Linked DNA regions of Macaca mulatta: regions 2 and 3 are each linked to region 1. Evidence: chromatin contacts called from public Hi-C data. All regions are on one chromosome and are shown on one strand. The core of a region is the stretch at or near the end of the contact, and the rest is flanking DNA. Distances in the headings are between cores, read along the strand shown.

Region 1 (2,583 bases), core at 49-2,548:
TGCCAACCAATCCCAGCGGTCCCGCGGGAACGGGAGTGGGGGCGGGGAAACAGAGAGACAGCAGGCTTTGAGTTTAACTCTTTCGTGTCCCTGCTGGAATGAGACGGTGGAGAATTTCGAATGCGTGTGAATCTGTCATTTGGCTTCTAGTTTAAATATCCTTTTTTCCCCCAGAGGGGGAGGCAGAGATTCACAGGGAGAAAGAGGAGCAAAAATAAATGTATCCATCGCCACTAAGACATCACCTCGACTCCCTGAGAATAAATAGCATTTGGGTGGGAAACCAAATTCTAACAGAAATATTTGTTTGCAGAATATTTTAGAAGTGGTTTGCATCTGATTACGATAAAAATTGTTCAGTAGCTTGCTTTAGTTGGAGTGAGGATTTAGCAGATATGCAGACAGGGAGCAGCATTGAGAAATACTATACATGGTTTACCACACCATATCCCCTTCCCCCCTTATCGAGCTGAAAATATTTTTTAAATCTAGGTGTAGATGAAGAAAGGGCAATCCTTGTCTTCTCAATAAATCCCTGATTTTCATTTTAGTAGTTGCTCTGTTGCAAAGTGTGGCAGAGGGAGATAAAATTGAGAGCCACTAATGTAGACGGCTGGAGACTCAGAACTCACTTCCCAGGGTCTGATCCCCAGGTCAGGGGGAGGAGAGGGCCGGGCGGGCTATTCAAAGCTTGTACTGCCCAAGCAGCGGACGTACGTGGATCTGTGAGCTCGGGTCCGGGCAGGCAGCAGCCTCAGAGCGGTAGATGGGCCAGGCAACCTGGGGAGGCCTCTGGGCTTGGAGGTCTGGCCTACCTGCCACCTGCCAGACAGATCGCAGGGAGAAAAAGTAGCTACTTTTAAGGGGTGGTGGTATTTCTTCCTTTGGCCTTCTGTGCGGCAGAAGCCAAACGTTAGACCTGCTGGATTAAACATATATGTGTGTGTGTGTGTCTGTGTCTGTGTATACGCCTCCCCCTCCGCCGGGACACGCGCACTCGCTGGTTCCAGCTCCCTCTCCTGCCCTGCGCCACCACATTCCCATTCAGCAGCAATGATCTGCGCAGAGGAGCTGCGCAGTCGCCGGGCTTGAATTAGGCGCCATCGGGCTTGGTAGTAGCCCCGCTGCTTCCTGATTGGCAGCTCCCTGGCCCGGCGCCAGCCTATTGGGAGGCCTGTTTACGCCGAATGAGTGGCACGAGCTCCCGGCCGCGGAGGGCTGCGCGGCCAATCAGCGCGCTGGCTGCTCCGGGCTGAGTGGCACGAGCTTATTAGTATGCAGGGCCCGTGGCTCGCGGCGCCAGGCTGCAGGTTTGAGAGCCGCTCTGGATGGGCTCGCTAGAGTCGTTGTTGTGGAAGCGGTGCATTTACAGTGCAACAGTCAGCACATTGAAAATACCAATAGGAATACAAAACAAAGTCACATTTACTGATTTAATTGTATTGCATTCAGTTGTATCCAGGAAACAGCCTCCAGTAAGTAACTGAAATTGCTTTCATTTTTTTTTGTTTTTGTATTTTTATTATTATTTTTTATTCTGGCTTTGGGGTTTTACATTTTTTTTTTTTTTAGCAAAAGAAATTCAGGGTTGTGATGTTAAGAAATATATACCTTCCCTTTTAACAAAATCCGTTAAAATGTCGAAGCTTTTTTTTCTTAAAAAATATGGACTATATAAGCGATTTTTTTCTCTGAAAAATCTTATCGATCGGTTTAAAATTCCCCCCGTAATGCGTCCTTGCTTTGCTCTGAACGCTTGTTGTCTCGATCGACACCCAGCATTAAAAATAAATACTCGAGACAGGACAGGGACCGCCAGGCTGCGTCTGGCGCGAGCCGCGCGGGTGGCACCGGGCGGACAGTCGGCGAAGTCCGGGCGCCGCCAGCGTGCTCCCAGCTTTGGGTGACCCACGAACGAACCCCTACTATTCGCTCCCCTACCCTGCTCCCCTCCCCGGAGCAGTCCTGAGTTGGCCCCGCCCGGTCGGTCCGCGGCTAGGGGAACCGGCCGGCTCGTGGTACCCACGGCCGCTGCCCTGAAGGGCCTTCCGGGCCGAAGCTAGGGGCCGGGGAGGGAAACGGTCATGGCGAGTTTTTCGGTCTTCGTTCCCATTTCAGAATTTTTTTTTCGGAGAAGGGGTGGAGGAGGGGGGCCGAGCGAGGCTGGCGCAGCGGGGCGTTATCACCGTGCGTTCGGGACAGCGCGCGGGGCTCGGGTCACGGCCCGTGTGGCGGGGCCCGCGGGCTGGTTTTCCTCAGGCGCGCGGGTCAGGCGCGACCCTAGTTCTCATGACTCTCCTCGGGAGCGGGTGCGGCTGTTTCGCAGGGAGCGGGTTCTGCGGCGGCGGCCGAGCCACTAGCGCCCCCGGGCGCGCCAGGTCCCAGCCCGGCCTGCAGGCCCCACCGCGCCCGCGCTCCCGGAGACGGCGCCGGAGGGAGGCAGACGGGTCGGAGTCCGGGTCTCCGACAGGCGGGCGAGGAGAGAGCGGGTTTTTAGATGCAAAAGCAGAAAACAAAGCAAACCTGTAGAAGCCCCAGATCCTGGAGCGCGCCAGCCACGCCTGCGGCCGCGGGAAGAGGGAC
Region 2 (2,583 bases), core at 22-2,521, 120 kb after region 1:
CCAGAGTCCATGACAATGCCAGTGGTGCGCCCAGAGGCGTAGAGGGACAGCACGGCCTGGATGGCCACGTACATGGCCGGGGTGTTGAAGGTCTCAAACATAATCTGAGGAGGAACAAGGAGCGGCTTAGTCAAGGACAGAGACCCACGGCCACCCCATGCTCACACGCCACAACATGCCGCATGCCAGTGTGATGTGTGAAGAAAAGAAAAGAACGCAGGCAGAAACCAAATGAGAAACCTGGAGACTTCAGGGAGGAAATGCCGGGAGAGGAACAGAGCCTGGAACAGCGAAAGAAACACTTAAATGTCAGAAATCAAGCTGGGCAAAAAATGACAAGGGAAACGACGGGAGCGCGGGCGTCAGCCGAGCCTCACCTGAGTCATCTTCTCTCTGTTGGCCTTAGGGTTCAGAGGGGCCTCGGTCAGCAGCACCGGGTGCTCCTCTGGGGCCACGCGCAGCTCATTGTAGAAAGTATGGTGCCAGATTTTCTCCATGTCGTCCCAGTTGGTGACAATGCCATGCTCAATAGGGTACTTCAGGGTCAAGATGCCGCGCTTGCTCTGGGCCTCGTCACCCACGTAGGAGTCCTTCTGGCCCATGCCCACCATCACGCCCTGCAGGGATTGACCCGTCAGCCTCGTCGGCGGCACCGAGCCCACCCCGCAACGCAGAACCCAGGAGCCCCGCGGTGCCCTCCACTCACCTGGTGTCGGGGGCGCCCGACGATGGAGGGAAACACGGCTCGGGGTGCATCGTCCCCAGCAAAGCCAGCTTTGCACATGCCGGAGCCATTGTCAATGACGAGGGCGGCGATCTCTTCTTCCATTGCGACCTGCCCGGGAAAAGACGGATTCAGGCGGGCGCCTCTCGAAGACAAACCCCACAGCCCACTAATGTTCCTCCGCGGAGAAGAGGCAGCTCTGCCCCAACCCCGGAGACACAAGCCTCCAAGACCGCAACCACCTAAAACCAGCGGCCGGAACTTTTACGTAACGTCCGCGGCTCGGGACTCTGCACTGCGGCCGGGCCCCGCCCTGGACCCCCGGCGCCCGCCCAACGCCAGTCCGCCCGGCCCGGCCCACCCCGCCTTTTGTTCCCGGTGAAGGCGCGGCGAGGCCTCCGCAGCTCAAAGCAAGGCCAGCCGGGGTCGAGAGGCGCAGGCCTGAGACATGCAGCTCAGGCCCCGGGGCGGGGTGCTTACCGGCGGAGGACTAGGACAGTTGAGCGGCAGAAGAACAAGATGCGCGAGCTGGCGGCGGCGACTGAGACCGTTCGCGGCCTCCCCCGCCGCTATTTAAGCGGAAGCGGCGCGCCCGCGCGGCCCGGCGGCGCGCGCGGCCCCAGAACATGTCCATATATGGCGATCTTTCCGAAAGCCGGGCGCCTATTGGCCCGCCCGGCAGAGACACGTGGGGCCCCGGCCCCAGCCCGCACCGCCTCCCAACGGCCCCGCCCGCGCCACCCCCGCGCGCTCGCGACCCTGCGCGGGTCGGCCATCGGGCGGGGCTGGGTCGGGGCGGCCTCCGGGGGTCGCCGGGAGGACCGAAGGGCTGACGGGCCCGGCCCCGCCCCGGGACTGTCGCGCCGTGGTGAGGGCGCGGCTGCGCCCCGAAACTGCCTGGCCGGGGCGGGGCCGCGCCGGAGCTGGGTTGGGTCCCCAAGGCCTGGGCCACGCTGCGGGGCTTTGCTCCCTGGGACGTCCCTGCGGCCTGTCCCCTCCGGCTCCACGAGGAGCCCGGGCGCCGGTGCCGGGCTGGGGAAGGGGCGCGGCGGGGGTCCCCGACACTCTGCATTCCTGGGCGCGGGGGAGCCCTCACTTCGCCCTGGTCCCCGAGCGCAGCCACCACTATGCAGGTCCTTCCACGGGACGCCCTGCCCCGGGTCTACGTTGTTTTGGAGACCGAGACCCCTTTCTGCCCGACTCATTCCTGCTCCTCAAATCACAGGCCCGATTGTCCGCAGGCGCGCGCTCCGGGTTGGGGCCACCCCGCCCCCTTGTGTGTTGAGGAAGTGGTGTGGAGCGAGGCCTTTGTTTCATTCTGGTCACCTGTAGACATCATAGGGAAACTGAGGTAGACAACGGGAACCCTGACTTTCTTGAAGGTCGGCTCCGCAGTCTCGGACGGTCGGGGGGATCCCCTCGTCTTTTTATGATGCTAATTAAGGGCAGGGGTCAGGGCTGCGTGGGTTTAGGCACTGGCTGGTTCGGGGCGCTCACTCCTTGCCCGGAGCGGCGCCGGTGCTTTGGTTACACACCCCGAGAGGCGCCCGGCACTACAGCTTCCTTGTGCACCGCTGGAATTTTCAGGGTTGGAGCGCCGGCCGCGGAGGGGTGGCAGTCAGGCCGCGCAGTGAGGCGACGGACTCGCCCGAGGTCGCGGGGCGTTCAGCTTGACTCGACAGGCTGGGGGACGGGGCCAGGGTCCCCACGCGGAGTGCCGAGCCCTGCAAGGTTAGCTCGCGACCCCGTGTTTGGGAGTGAGAACAGCGAGTCAGGCACGGCGGCCCGCCCAGCCCACCTGCGGGCTGCAGTCACCCCGGACGCCGAGCCCCGTGCCTAAGGTCCCCGTGCCCCAGGCC
Region 3 (2,583 bases), core at 42-2,541, 94 kb after region 1:
ACTGAAATAATTCACAGAGATGGAAAAAAAAATTTTTTTTTTGAGACAGGGTCTCATTCTGTCACCCAGGCTGGAGTGCAGTGACACGATCTCGGCTCACTGTGACCTCCACCTTGCCCAGGCTCAAGTGATTCTCCTGCCTCAGCCTCCTGAGTAGCTGAGATTACAGGTGCACACCACCACGCCCGCCCGGCTAATGTGTGTGTGTGTGAGTGTGTGTGTGTGTGTGTGTGTGTGTGTGTTTGTGTGTGTATTTTCTTTTTTCTTTTTTTTTTTTTTTGAGGCGGAGTCTTGCTCTGTCACCCAGGCTGGAGTGCAGTGGCCAGATCTCGGCTCACTGAAAGCTCCGCCTCCCGGGTTTACGCCATTCTCCTGCCTCAGCCTCCCGAGTAGCTGGGACTACAGGCGCCCACCACCTCGCCCAGCTAGTTTTTTTGTATTTTTTTAGTAGAGACGGGGTTTCACTGTGTTAGCCAGGATGGTCTCGATCTCCTGACCTCGTGATCCGCCCGTCTCGGCCTCCCAAAGTGCTGGGATTACAGGCTTGAGCCACCGCGCCCGGCCGTGTGTGTATTTTCAGTAGAGACGGGGGTTTCACCATGTTGGCCAGGCTGGTATCGAACTCCTGCCTGCGGTGCTGGGATTACAGCTGTGAGCCACCACGCCCAGTCACAATATTTTTTATTTACCTCCAACCCCACCACCTAGAGATGACCACTGCTAATTTTTGTGGATAGTTTTTGGCAACAGGCTTGTTTGCTTTCTAAGCACTGTTGTTTTGTTTTGTTTAGAGACAGGGTCTCGCTCTATGGCCCAGGCTGGAGTGCAGCGGCGCAATCACAGCTCACTGTAGCCTCCACCTCCCGAGCTCAAGCGGTCCTCCCGCCTCGGCCTCCCGAGTGGCTGGGACGACAGACACGGGCCCCCTCCAGTCAAGCATTGTTTTTCTGACCCGCAGGATGGGAGCAGGGAGAGCGGGGCTGGCCGGGGGTCGACGGGGAGGCCCTGCGAGGGGCAGGCCCGGCCAGGTGGGACGGGGCTCCGCGTCTCTCTGCCGGCGCTTCTGCGCACGGGCTCACTACTGGGGGCGGCCGGGATCACGGACTCGCTGGCCTCGTCTCCGGAGCGGCAGCGGGCGGCTTGAAGGAACGACCCCGCGGGCCGGCGCAGGCCTCCCCAGGCCGCGAGACCCGGCCGGAGACTGACCCTCCCCGCCCCTAGCCCCAGAGGCCCGCGGCGAGCCAGAAGCCACGCACCCATTGGCCGAGAGCGCGGCCGCCCGGGCCAATCACGGCGCGCGGTGGGGACAGCGTCAGGCGCGTGCGCACTCGGCCCTCCCCGGCGGTCTGCGGACGGACGCAGCGCAGGCTTCTGGAGTTGGGGCGCTGTCCTGCCTCCCGGCGGGCCGGGAAAAGCGTCTCATACATGCGCTCCCCGCGGCCCGCGACCCCCAGCCCTCGGCCTAGCCCCAGGCGGGTCTATCGCGCTGTCCCCAACCCCGGACGGGCCTCCTCCAGCTGCCGGGTGGAGAGGCTGGGGGGCTTTTCCCGAGGTCGGCGGGAAGGCTGAGAGCCCAGGCCCTACCGCGCCCGAGGAGACGGCCCCTCGCGGGCTCTAAAGGCCCCGGGGCCGCCGGGATGTTCCGGGGCCGGGTTGTGCCCGCTCCCGTTTCCGGCTCCGCTGCCCTCGGGCACTGTCCCCTCCGGCCCTACCTTGGTCTGGGAGAGGTCGCTAAGGGGGCAGAGGGCGCTGCTAGGGGGCCCTGCGGGTCTCCCAGCCTCGGCCCCCCCAGGTGGCCCGAGCGGAGCTCTGCACAAAGTCCTCAGGTAGCCGCGGCCTTGGTTCCGACAAAACCCCTCGCACTGACCGGGCCTCAGCTGACCTGGGCAGCCTACTGACCCGACCCCGACGCCTGGGCCCTCCAGGCCTCTCAGGGTCTCCAGGAAAGGGAATGGGCTGCGGGGCACAGCGAGGCTGGACAGCGGGCACTGGCCCAGGACTCCCCTTGCCCAGAAGAGAACATGGAGGCTGAGCCGCCGGGGAGCCCAGCTTGATGCCAGGAGCACTTTGCAGAGGGACACGGGTGGGGGCTGGCAAGCAGTTCACCCCTATGCAGTAACCGGAGAGCACTAAAGTCAGCAGCACGCCCCCGCCCCAACCAAGGCCACTGCCACCTCCCACCATCCCGACCGTCCTTTGATCCCTCAACCCTTGTTGCTGTGGGGGCTTGGGGATATGTTAGATTCTCACTGGCGCGGATCTTTGCTCCCCAAGGGCCGCCTGGCTGTAGAGCAGGACCCCCAGGTCCTGGAGAGAAGGGCAGAGGCGGGCCGACCAGGAGCTCTGCAGAGGAGCCAACTCTGGCCTGCGGACCCAGGGTTCCCACCAGCATGTAAACCTCTGGGTCACAAGGCTTGGAGCTCCATGCTCTGGCAAACTGGGCCTCATACCACCTGTCTGCCCTGCACCTGGAGAGTTGACAGTCTACACGCCCAGCACTCAGAGCAGAAGCCAAAGCATTCCCGGAACCCACAGACCCCCAGCTAGCCTGGCCCCCTGCCCCAGCCCCCACGGCGCTGACCT

What was found. Hi-C and Micro-C count contacts between places; a contact is called where the count stands out from the background.
Region 2: a Hi-C map of fetal cortical plate shows a contact between it and region 1, with 3 times the contacts expected there. The contact joins the promoter of ACTG1 here to the promoter of BAHCC1 in region 1. A contact is called at or near these places in 3 of 14 Hi-C or Micro-C datasets (cortical neurons, fetal cortex germinal zone and fetal cortical plate).
Region 3: a Hi-C map of fetal cortex germinal zone shows a contact between it and region 1, with 2.8 times the contacts expected there. The contact joins the enhancer-like site here to the promoter of BAHCC1 in region 1. A contact is called at or near these places in 6 of 14 Hi-C or Micro-C datasets (blood, cortical neurons, fetal cortex germinal zone and 3 more).

Annotation. Positions count from the first base shown.
Region 1 is chr16:91,097,783-91,100,365 of T2T-MMU8v2.0, forward strand. BAHCC1 (BAH domain and coiled-coil containing 1) reads left to right here and starts at 1,299. Exons shown (of 28, transcript XM_077973176.1): 1 at 1,299-1,475.
Region 2 is chr16:91,216,933-91,219,515 of T2T-MMU8v2.0, forward strand. ACTG1 (actin gamma 1) reads right to left here and starts at 1,272. Exons shown (of 6, transcript XM_015120580.3): 1 at 1,205-1,272; 2 at 707-835; 3 at 378-617; 4 at 1-104. The coding sequence starts at 829. LOC144336058 reads left to right here and starts at 1,459. Exons shown (of 4, transcript XM_077973370.1): 1 at 1,459-2,075; 2 at 2,312-2,455. The coding sequence starts at 1,852.
Region 3 is chr16:91,192,075-91,194,657 of T2T-MMU8v2.0, forward strand. The region is part of intron 1 of LOC144336057; the gene reads right to left. Among named protein-coding and RNA genes, the nearest start is that of ACTG1, 25 kb to the right of the region's middle. Within about 2 kb of position 1,292, at least 31 of the 40 cell types and tissues checked have an H3K27ac peak or open chromatin away from gene starts, as enhancers often do. A contact at or near this core is called in blood, fetal cortex germinal zone, fetal cortical plate and 1 more, where this site is marked.